3 separate regions of the Mus musculus genome follow, and regions 1 and 2 are each linked to region 3. The links are chromatin contacts, called in public HiChIP or PLAC-seq and promoter capture Hi-C maps. All regions are on one chromosome and are shown on one strand. Each heading gives the region's core, a stretch centred on a gene start, on an enhancer-like site or on the middle of the called end of the contact. The rest is flanking DNA. Distances are from core to core; before and after follow the strand shown. Region 1 holds the start of Barhl1 (BarH like homeobox 1). Region 2 overlaps Ak8 (adenylate kinase 8). Region 3 overlaps Rapgef1 (Rap guanine nucleotide exchange factor (GEF) 1).

Region 1 (2,775 bases), core at 205-2,704, 720 kb before region 3:
GGGAGGCTTGCTCTCCTCCACACACAGTATCCTCCCCAGCTTCTCCGAGCCACACACGCTGAACTCTTTGTTGCTCCAGGACCTCAACCTTTGGAGCTGGTAGAGAGGTCTAGAGGAAAACCAACTCTCGGCCCCGGCCTGAGAGATCCTGGAGATGACTATGTTCCTGTCTCCAAGTGTGTGCTCTCAAGTTTTACATGTCACTTTTTAGAACCCACCCACCCCGCTTTTCCCCTTAGTTTCTTACCTTTGTACTCAGAGTCTGATGAAGCGCTGCTGACACTTTTGTCCAGCTTGTCTCGAAAGTCCTCCCCGGCCTTGGCCGCAAGGCGGCCCCCAGGCTCAGGGGCTGCAGGCTGCCCACTGCTAGAGTAGGGTGCACAGGCCGCGAGAGGTTTGCAGTCAGCAAGGATGTCCCTGATCAGAAAGGAGGAGGTGACAGTTCGCGACTGGGCTGGGGCTGAAAGCTGCCCCGGTTGCAGGTGAGAGTCCAAACCTGGGCCAGATGCTGCACCAGGCCGCGAGGTACTGGTCTCCAGACAGTCTCTTCCGGGCGAGGCTGGTGAAGAGCAGTCGCTACTGCTCTCTGAGCGTGGACTCAGCTCCAGGGGTGAACGGCAGTCCCCAAGCAAGGGGTCCCCCTTGGGAAGGGCGGGGCTGCCCGCTCGGTGGGAGAGAATGGAGTCAATCCCAAAGCCATTAGAGCCTTCCATAGCCAAGCTGCAACCTGTCCTCCCCAAAAGCTCCCCACCCACCCCCAACCCCAGCCGCCGCTGCCCCTGCCCCTAGCTGCGGGCTGGCATGGGGAAGGCGGGCAGGGAGCCTGTGGGCACCTTGGACGGAGTTCAGCCTTGGGGGAGCCCGGGAGCTCTGGGCCAACCTCCTCTGCGCATTACATCCAAAAGGGCTCAACGCGTCTTCTGCAGCACCGCGCCGAGCCGCCGAGCCGAGGGGGGGTGGTGGTGGGAGTGTCAGGAGGAATGGGAGGAGGGCGCGCCAAGTTGGGGAGAGCCAAAGGGTAGAAGAACGGCCCGAGGATCCCTTAGGCACAGAAGAAACACGAGGTTGATGGAATCTGAATAAAGATCGTCTTTTGAAAAAACAAAATCCAAACCGCACGCTTCCTCCAGGCAAACGGTAGCCCAGGGCAGGGGTCAGCACGGCCGATAGCAACCGGCCGGGGCCGCGTTACGGGCAGGCAGAACAGAGCGCACCTGGAGGCCTCAGCACCGCGGACAGCGACAGCGGCCCCGGGATCGAGCAGCCCCACCTGGCCCCGGAGCTCCTGCTCGGCCCCGCCAGCACCGTGGACAGCGCCCTGCGGCTCCCACCGCAGCTCTCACCTGTCCTCCGCGCGCGCCTTCGCCGCCACCCCCACTTCCTTTAAAAAAAAAAAAATCGAACTTGGGTCACTTTTACTTTAGGACTGGCTTTTTTGTTGTTGTTGTTGTTTCTCTCTCTCTCTCTCTCTCTCTCTCTCTCTCTCTCTCTCTCTCTCTCTCTCCTTTTTTTTTTTCGTTGTGTTGTGTTTTTTTTTTAAAGGGGACTCACCCACGTGTCCCCGGAGTGATGACGCTGATTGGTTCGGGCCGATTTTGGGGGTGATGTCACGTCTCTACAACCCGCGGCCCGATTCTTTTCCAGTTTGATTAAAAGAGACACTGAATTAATTACAGCACAGACCTAACTATTTACCGGCGATTTCCACACAGTTTGCTTTCATTAGGTCAGCGATGACGCCTCTAATGAAGATGATTAGCCAAGGGGGGCAGGGACCGACCGGTGGGAGGAGGGCCAGCTGGGCTGCGTGGCCTGGAGTTTGGATGTTGGGCCTTGAAAGCCTTCTCCTGAGCTTGTCCACAATTATTCCAACTACTTGACCGAACCGGGATCCTATCTACATCCCCTTTCTTCCTCCTAATTTCCCTTCCTCATCCCACAAAATGGCAGCATAACCCAGTGGAGAAAAGACGTGGATGTGTAGGGAATCCTTTTCCTAGTACAAGAAGCATTTAAAATTTTATTTTCAGGGTGTTTTGCTTGGGTTCTAGGTCTCTTCACTCTCTCTCTCTCTCTCTCTCTCTCTCTCTCTCTCTCTCTCTCACACACACACACACACACACACACACACACACACACGCCATGTAGAACACCACAATTCTCTCCTTGCCTCTGGGCCTACTGGGCCTGCAGAAGGTTAGGACTGATGTCTTTTGGAAAAGAGACCAGAGTGAGGCCTAATTCGGAGGCGAGAGCTGAACCGTGGGAAAGATCAAGTCTGGAGCGTTAAGGGGACCCACGGATTTGACTGTGGCCTGAGCGAGGCGGCACAAGAAACAAGGCAGTGACCTCTTCATCCCCAGTCAGTGGCCTCTCTAGGGCGTATGTCCTGAGAAGCTAGTGTTTTTTGGATAAGTGTGTGTGTGTGTGTGTGTGTGTGTGTGTGTGTGTGTGTGTGTGATGTACCTTTAGACAGGACAATGCAAGTTCTGAGCTAGCACGAGGATGTCTAAGGCCGACCGTGGATAGCCTGGACTCTTCTTTCAAGGCAGTGCTAAAAATGAAGATTGGGACTTTCCCTCTTCGCCCTCCGGACCGCGCTCTAGTTCCGCTCCTTTGTGGGATCAGCCACTGCTAGTGCAGGGGCCCCGGTCTCCAAGTAGCTGCAACGGGTCAGGGGCCTGGATTCTCTGGGCTCAGCTCCAGGGTGGACGGTGCCCTGGTCTGCGAGAGAGCGGAGTTGCGCATCTGGGCAGCAGGGGCCCCGCGGCTCGC
Region 2 (2,700 bases), core at 124-2,623, 890 kb before region 3:
AGACCCTGGCTTAAAGGAACAGGCAGAGCGTGATAAAGGAGACTGCTTGATGCTCTCTTCTGACCTTTGTACACACACACACACACACACACTGGAGCTGAGGAGTTGGCTCAGTGCTTAAGAGAATTTACAGGACCTGAATTTGGTTCCCAGTGCCCATGTCAGCTGGCTCGCAACTGCCTGTAACTCCAGTCCTAGGACATCTCAATTAGGCATCTTCTGCCCATATGTGCACAGATACACAGGTTTATGAATCATTAAAAAACAACCTCTGGCCAGGCAGTGGTGGCGAATGCCTTTAATCCCAGGATTTGGGAGGCAGAGGCAGGCAGATTTCTGTGAATTCAAAGCCAGCCTGGTTTACAAAGGCAATTCCTGGACACCCAGGGCTACACAAAGAAACCCTGTCTTAAAACAATTATGGCTTTGGCTAGGGATGAAGTCTTCTGGAGTTTGGGGTGTTTGTTTTTGCATTCAGAAGTCACTGACCAAACTCTCCCCCGTGCTGGCCATGGATTGGAGCACGAGACAGAGGAGGACCAGAGAGAAAAGGTCCTGCTGCAGTGCGCAGGCAGCCAGGGCAGTGAGGAACGTGGCAGCCAGCAGGCAGCTCAGGCAGAGTCTTAGTTATGAGTTAATGTGCAGAGGATATTCCTCGGTCCTTTCAGGAACACCCCCGCCCAGCTCCAGGGCCCTTGATGAACAGAAGGGCTGGGTTACCACCATGCTTCCCAGCCTCCCTGCATCAACACACTGTGAATGTGTCCCCAACTGCATGCCACTCCTCCACTGCAACCCAGAGAGCACCGAGTCTGTGTAGCAGTTCCAGGTACAGCCAGGGCCCTGCAGGGGCCTCCCTGTCAGCGACAGGCTCGTTAGTGTCTTCCCGAGTGGTCCATTCTTAATGCTCTCTGGCAAATGCATTCCTTTTCATTCTCCTTCTCCCTCTCTCCTCATTTCCAGGTTCCTTTTTTTGATATTTACTTTCCCTTGGACACCCCACACCCTTTTATATATTTTTTCCAGCGACCTTTCCCACCCCAGCAGGCAGTGTGAGCCAGAGTGCCTTTTCTCTCATCCTTCCTTGTATTTAAAATTTAACAGCGTCTCCCCTCTTTTCCCCTCAGTCAGCTGCGGGCAGCTGCTGAAGGAGGCTGTGGCAGCCAAGTCAAGCTTCGGGGAGCTCATCCAGCCATTCTTTGAAAAGAGGATGACAGGTAGGTAGACCACTCTGTCCACTAACCGCCTCAGCCCAGTGGCTCCAGGGCAGGTGCTCTGGCCACCCGTGGGCATAGGGAGGGGATACAGATGCGCCATGGCTGTGGCTTGTTTTTTAGGGAACACCGAGTGGCATCCACTCCTGGTCCCGTGCCAGGTGAGTCACTGACTGTTTAGACCATTTCATTTCTTCCTGGTTAGACGGTTTACAGGGCTTACAGAGTGGGGTACCCAGAGCAGCTGCTGGAAGCCAGAAGGTCCCTAATTTTACAAATTCCAGGATGAATTCCAGAGGAAAGCTTGATAGGGAAATGGTATCAAATAGTCTTTCCAGTTCCCCCGTGTTGTCAATACTAGGAAAGCATTCGTGAATCTGACTCTCCAGAAGAGCATCTCAGAAGAGTTCTCAGGCCAGCTTCCCGGGGCAGTGCACTGGGCGTGGTGATGCACACCCGCAGTCTCAGCACTTGGGAGGTGATGATCACTCTCAGCTACATTATGAATTTAAGATTAGCCTGAGCTGTGTGGGACCCTGCCTCAAAATAATAATGATGATAATAATAATGATGATGATGGCTAGTGAGATGGTTCAGCGGGTAAGAGCACTGACTGCTCTTCCCAAGGTCCTGAGTTCAAATCCCAGCAACCACATGGTGGCTCACAACCATCTGTAATGAGATCTGATGCCCTCTTCTGGTGTGTCTGAAGACAGCTACAGTGTACTTACATATAATAATAAATCTTAAAAATAATAATAATAGCAGCAGCAGTTGGAGCAAACACAGTGGTACCTGATGTGTGTCTGTGAGTTCCACTTCTGCCCCATGAGTGCCAAGTCTCACGCTGCAGATATTTGGACTGAATGAATGAACAGGATGCCAGAGTCAAGTAGGTGGATAGCTGTGGCTTTTGCCCTGTACCATGCTGTTCATGACTGCGTGAAAAACCAGCTCCCCACCCCCACCAGCAAGCACCTAGGAGATCAGACCCGAAGAGAATGAGCAAGCCAAGGTCACAGAGGTAACAGCAGCTGTGGGTGAACAGCAAACCTTGACCCTTTGTGCAGCGTGTCTACATGTGTCCCCCAAAATATGAAATTACAAAAAAAGGCAAGCATTTGATGAGTCTCTGAGTTCACATCCCTTGTGTTATTCTACGAAGTGTTTTCTCATGTATACTAGCTTGACAGCATGCTAGATTATCCATTGATGGATTGAAGTCACACCCATTGACCCTGGGGTATTGAATACTGTGCTGGTGTGGATGGCTACCTCAGCATGTGCCTGCTCCCTCCATCTCTTAGCTGCCTCTGGTTGTCACCACCATGTTTGTCTGTGGTTGGTGATGTAATGGACCTTGTAGTTCAAGATAACACAAGTTTATTTTATTATGGAGGTCAGAAATACTGAACTAAAGGGTTGTGTCCTGGCTCTGGCAAGAATGTACACCTGGCATCTAAAGGCTTCCTGTATTCCTTGGCTG
Region 3 (2,765 bases), core at 17-2,516:
TGTTTTTTTGTTTTGTTTTGTTTTTTTTCGAGACAGGGTTTCTCTGTATAACTCTGGCTGTCCTGGAACTCACTCTGTAGACCAGGCTGGCCTGGAACTCAGAAATCCGCCTGCCTCTGCCTGAGTGCTGGGATTAAAGGCGTGAGCCCCCACGCCCGGCTGGAGAACATCTTGCAAAAAGTAAAACCTTAAATTGGCAGGACGTGAAGTCTAAGACCACAAGACTCACCACACAATACAGGAAGCAGGGTCTTGAAGAGAACCCTCCCAGTCCCTACCCACTCCCTTCCTCACCCCCTCCCTTCTCTCCATCTCTCCTCCTCCCTCCCCTCTATAGCAGCACTACTCATTATCACCTAGAGGTAGAGGCACCTCAGATGCTGTACAGGGGTGAATAGATAAACAAGCTGTTTCTCTCCATTGTGGAGTATTAGTCAGCCTTTAAAAAAGAGAAGTGTTGTCTGAAGTGCTACTCTGTAGATAAAACCTGAGGGCATTGTGCCAAGTGCAGTAAGAAGTCAGCGAAGCAAGCACCATGTGACTTCACTTTCATGGGATCTTAACTTGGTAAAAATGAGAATGATGAAGCCGAGTGGTAGGGGCTAGCTGAGGGGAGAGGTGGAGTTGGTGGTTACCAGACAGTCCACTTTGCATGGTGAAGATCTTGTGTAGCTGGTGATGATGCAGCATGGGGTTTGTGGTGGATCTAAGCATCGCATGGCTCAGGTAGTCACTTTAAACACATTTTACCACACTTGTTTTAATGGCATTCTGCCCAGAGCCCTATCCTCACACTCATAGGTTTCAAACTTTGCTATGGATACAAAAGTGTTAGCATTTATTTACCTAAACATATTTATTCTTAGATGTAGCTTTACACAATAAATTATGTCAAAACAGTTTTAAAACAGAAGTGTGTAGTGGCTTCATTAGTGACCATGTGTACTGCTTGATGGGCTGAGAGGGACTAGGTAAAGGGCCGTCTGGGTACAGTGGCTCCTCTGTTGGGTCTAGCCCTTGAGGAACCTGTGTGTTCAGGAACCCTTGAAGCCAGGGCAGATACTAGACCACTGGATAAGGTTCTTGCTACCATGTATCTGGGCTTTCCAACTCTGGTAGGCCCCCTCCCAGCCCCCTCCTCAGGGTCAGGCTCTGAGTCAAGCTATGCTCCTGGTTAATGGAAGTTTCAGGGTTCGAGTGTGTAGCTGGGCTTCACCTGAGGCTTGCCGTAGTCTGGCACAGAGTGCTGGGTGCTGTCAGCAGTTACTGAAGCCCAGACTTCTCAGGGTGCACACTGGGCAACTGTTCTGGTTGACGGTGCAGGCGGCAGGCACTGTGAACCTCTGGCTGGGTTCCAAGCTCTTGGCCACATTCCTAAGAAAATATGACTGGCTCATGGGAGGGGCAGAGGGAGGGGAATCTAGACGGAAGCAAGGCCAAGGCTTCCTCAGAAATTCCAGCCCTTCTGGGCCTGTTAGATGGACAGTACCTCTGCAGAGCTCAAAATTAAGATTACTAACTTAGTCTCTGGCCAATGGGTATCATTACAGGTTCCCGCAGTCCTGGTCCCTGGTGATAAGCAGGCAAATGTAAGATTGTTTCATAACACTTCTCAGGAAACAGATACTTTAGCAGAGTGGATTGTAAAACAGCACACTTGGAATCCAAAGTTAAGCTTCAAGAAAGTATATATCCAGGGACACACTGGAGCGTGATGACATCTTCTGCTGAGTTCCCAAGTGCCTGTTTTGTAGGAACTATGTCAGGAGGGGCTTGGATACCTACTCAGATCTGAGCTCCTTGCTACTGGAGCCCAGGCTGGTGCTGGAATCACAAGTGGGTGCCACCGTGCCTTATTGAGACACAGCGGTCCAAGAATTGGGTTCTGATCTTTGCTTATAAATGTTGCCCTGCTATGGCTTCACAGTAAGAAAATCAGTGAAGGCCCTTGTTCATGCAGACCTTCACAGGTGAAGTGTTTTCTGCTCCTCTTGGCCTGCTCCCGATTTCCTCAGGGTTCTGTTCCAGAACCCCACCCTCTCAGCATCCTGGGGCAGATAGGAAATACTGTCACAAACATAGACACACAGCTTGTATTGCAGAGGGACCAGGTTCCTCTGAGAGAACCAGCTCAGAAATATAGGCTTAGTTCTAGAGGGTTCTCATGAGAGTCTGAAATCTCCACTCTGTTCTTCCCACAAACATTTGTTATTTCCACATTCCTTTTACTCCAAGCTGGTAAGCATCGCAATCTGGAAGAGTTGGATTTGAAAACATTGAATGTGTGCAGACAACTAGAGTTCATCCTCCTAGGAGGATTAGGCAATCTTAACTTCCTATTCTTGGAGTAGATGGAGACAAGAATAGGATTTGTGTCAAATTAAGTCTCTTTTTAAAAATGTTTGTAATGCTCTTAAAAACATATAGTAGTACTTTGAGTGTGCGTGTGTGTGTGTGTGTGTGTGCGTGCGTGCGCAAGTGTGCATACACCTATGCATGTGGAGGTCAGAGAACAACGTGAAGGGGTCAGTTCTCTCCTTCCATCCTGTGGGTCCTGAAGATTGAAATCAGGCTGCTTGGATCATCAGGGCTTCAGTTTGATACCTAATAGCAATACTGCTGTCCCTCCTGGCAACAACGGTATTGGGAGGGCACAAGTGTGCGACTATTGTCATTCTGCTGTTCTAAGGGCAGCTTCCTACTGCTGAGATCAGACCCCTGTGCCTTTCCCGTACCTCTCCACAGGAACAGTGGCTAGAGGGTGC

Evidence for each region. Promoter capture Hi-C pulls out the DNA fragments that hold promoters and counts their contacts. HiChIP or PLAC-seq counts read pairs in DNA pulled down with a chosen protein or histone mark.
Region 1: a promoter capture Hi-C map of liver shows a contact between it and region 3, with 3 times the contacts expected there. The contact joins the promoter of Barhl1 here to the enhancer-like site in region 3. A contact is called at or near these places in 2 of 39 promoter capture datasets (hippocampal neurons and liver), 1 of 484 Hi-C or Micro-C datasets (embryonic stem cells), 4 of 115 datasets of contacts at active chromatin or transcription factors (embryonic forebrain, embryonic stem cells and epiblast stem cells) and 1 of 9 other capture datasets (embryonic stem cells).
Region 2: a FOXA1 HiChIP or PLAC-seq map of pancreatic cancer cells shows a contact between it and region 3. The contact joins two enhancer-like sites. A contact is called at or near these places in 5 of 115 datasets of contacts at active chromatin or transcription factors (astrocytes, embryonic forebrain, embryonic midbrain and 2 more).

The regions. Positions count from the first base shown.
Region 1 is chr2:28,914,967-28,917,741 of GRCm38.p6, forward strand. It overlaps Barhl1 (BarH like homeobox 1), which reads right to left and starts at 1,455. Exons shown (of 3, transcript NM_019446.4): 1 at 248-1,455. The coding sequence starts at 713.
Region 2 is chr2:28,741,533-28,744,232 of GRCm38.p6, forward strand. Ak8 (adenylate kinase 8) reads left to right here. Exons shown (of 13, transcript NM_001033874.2): 10 at 1,128-1,217. Among named protein-coding and RNA genes, the nearest start is that of Mir3088, 9.6 kb to the left of the region's middle. Within about 2 kb of position 1,374, at least 1 of the 459 cell types and tissues checked has an H3K27ac peak or open chromatin away from gene starts, as enhancers often do. A contact at or near this core is called in pancreatic cancer cells, where this site is marked.
Region 3 is chr2:29,631,930-29,634,694 of GRCm38.p6, forward strand. The region is part of intron 1 of Rapgef1 (Rap guanine nucleotide exchange factor (GEF) 1); the gene reads left to right. Among named protein-coding and RNA genes, the nearest start is that of Rapgef1, 14 kb to the left of the region's middle. Within about 2 kb of position 1,267, at least 203 of the 459 cell types and tissues checked have an H3K27ac peak or open chromatin away from gene starts, as enhancers often do. A contact at or near this core is called in liver and pancreatic cancer cells, where this site is marked.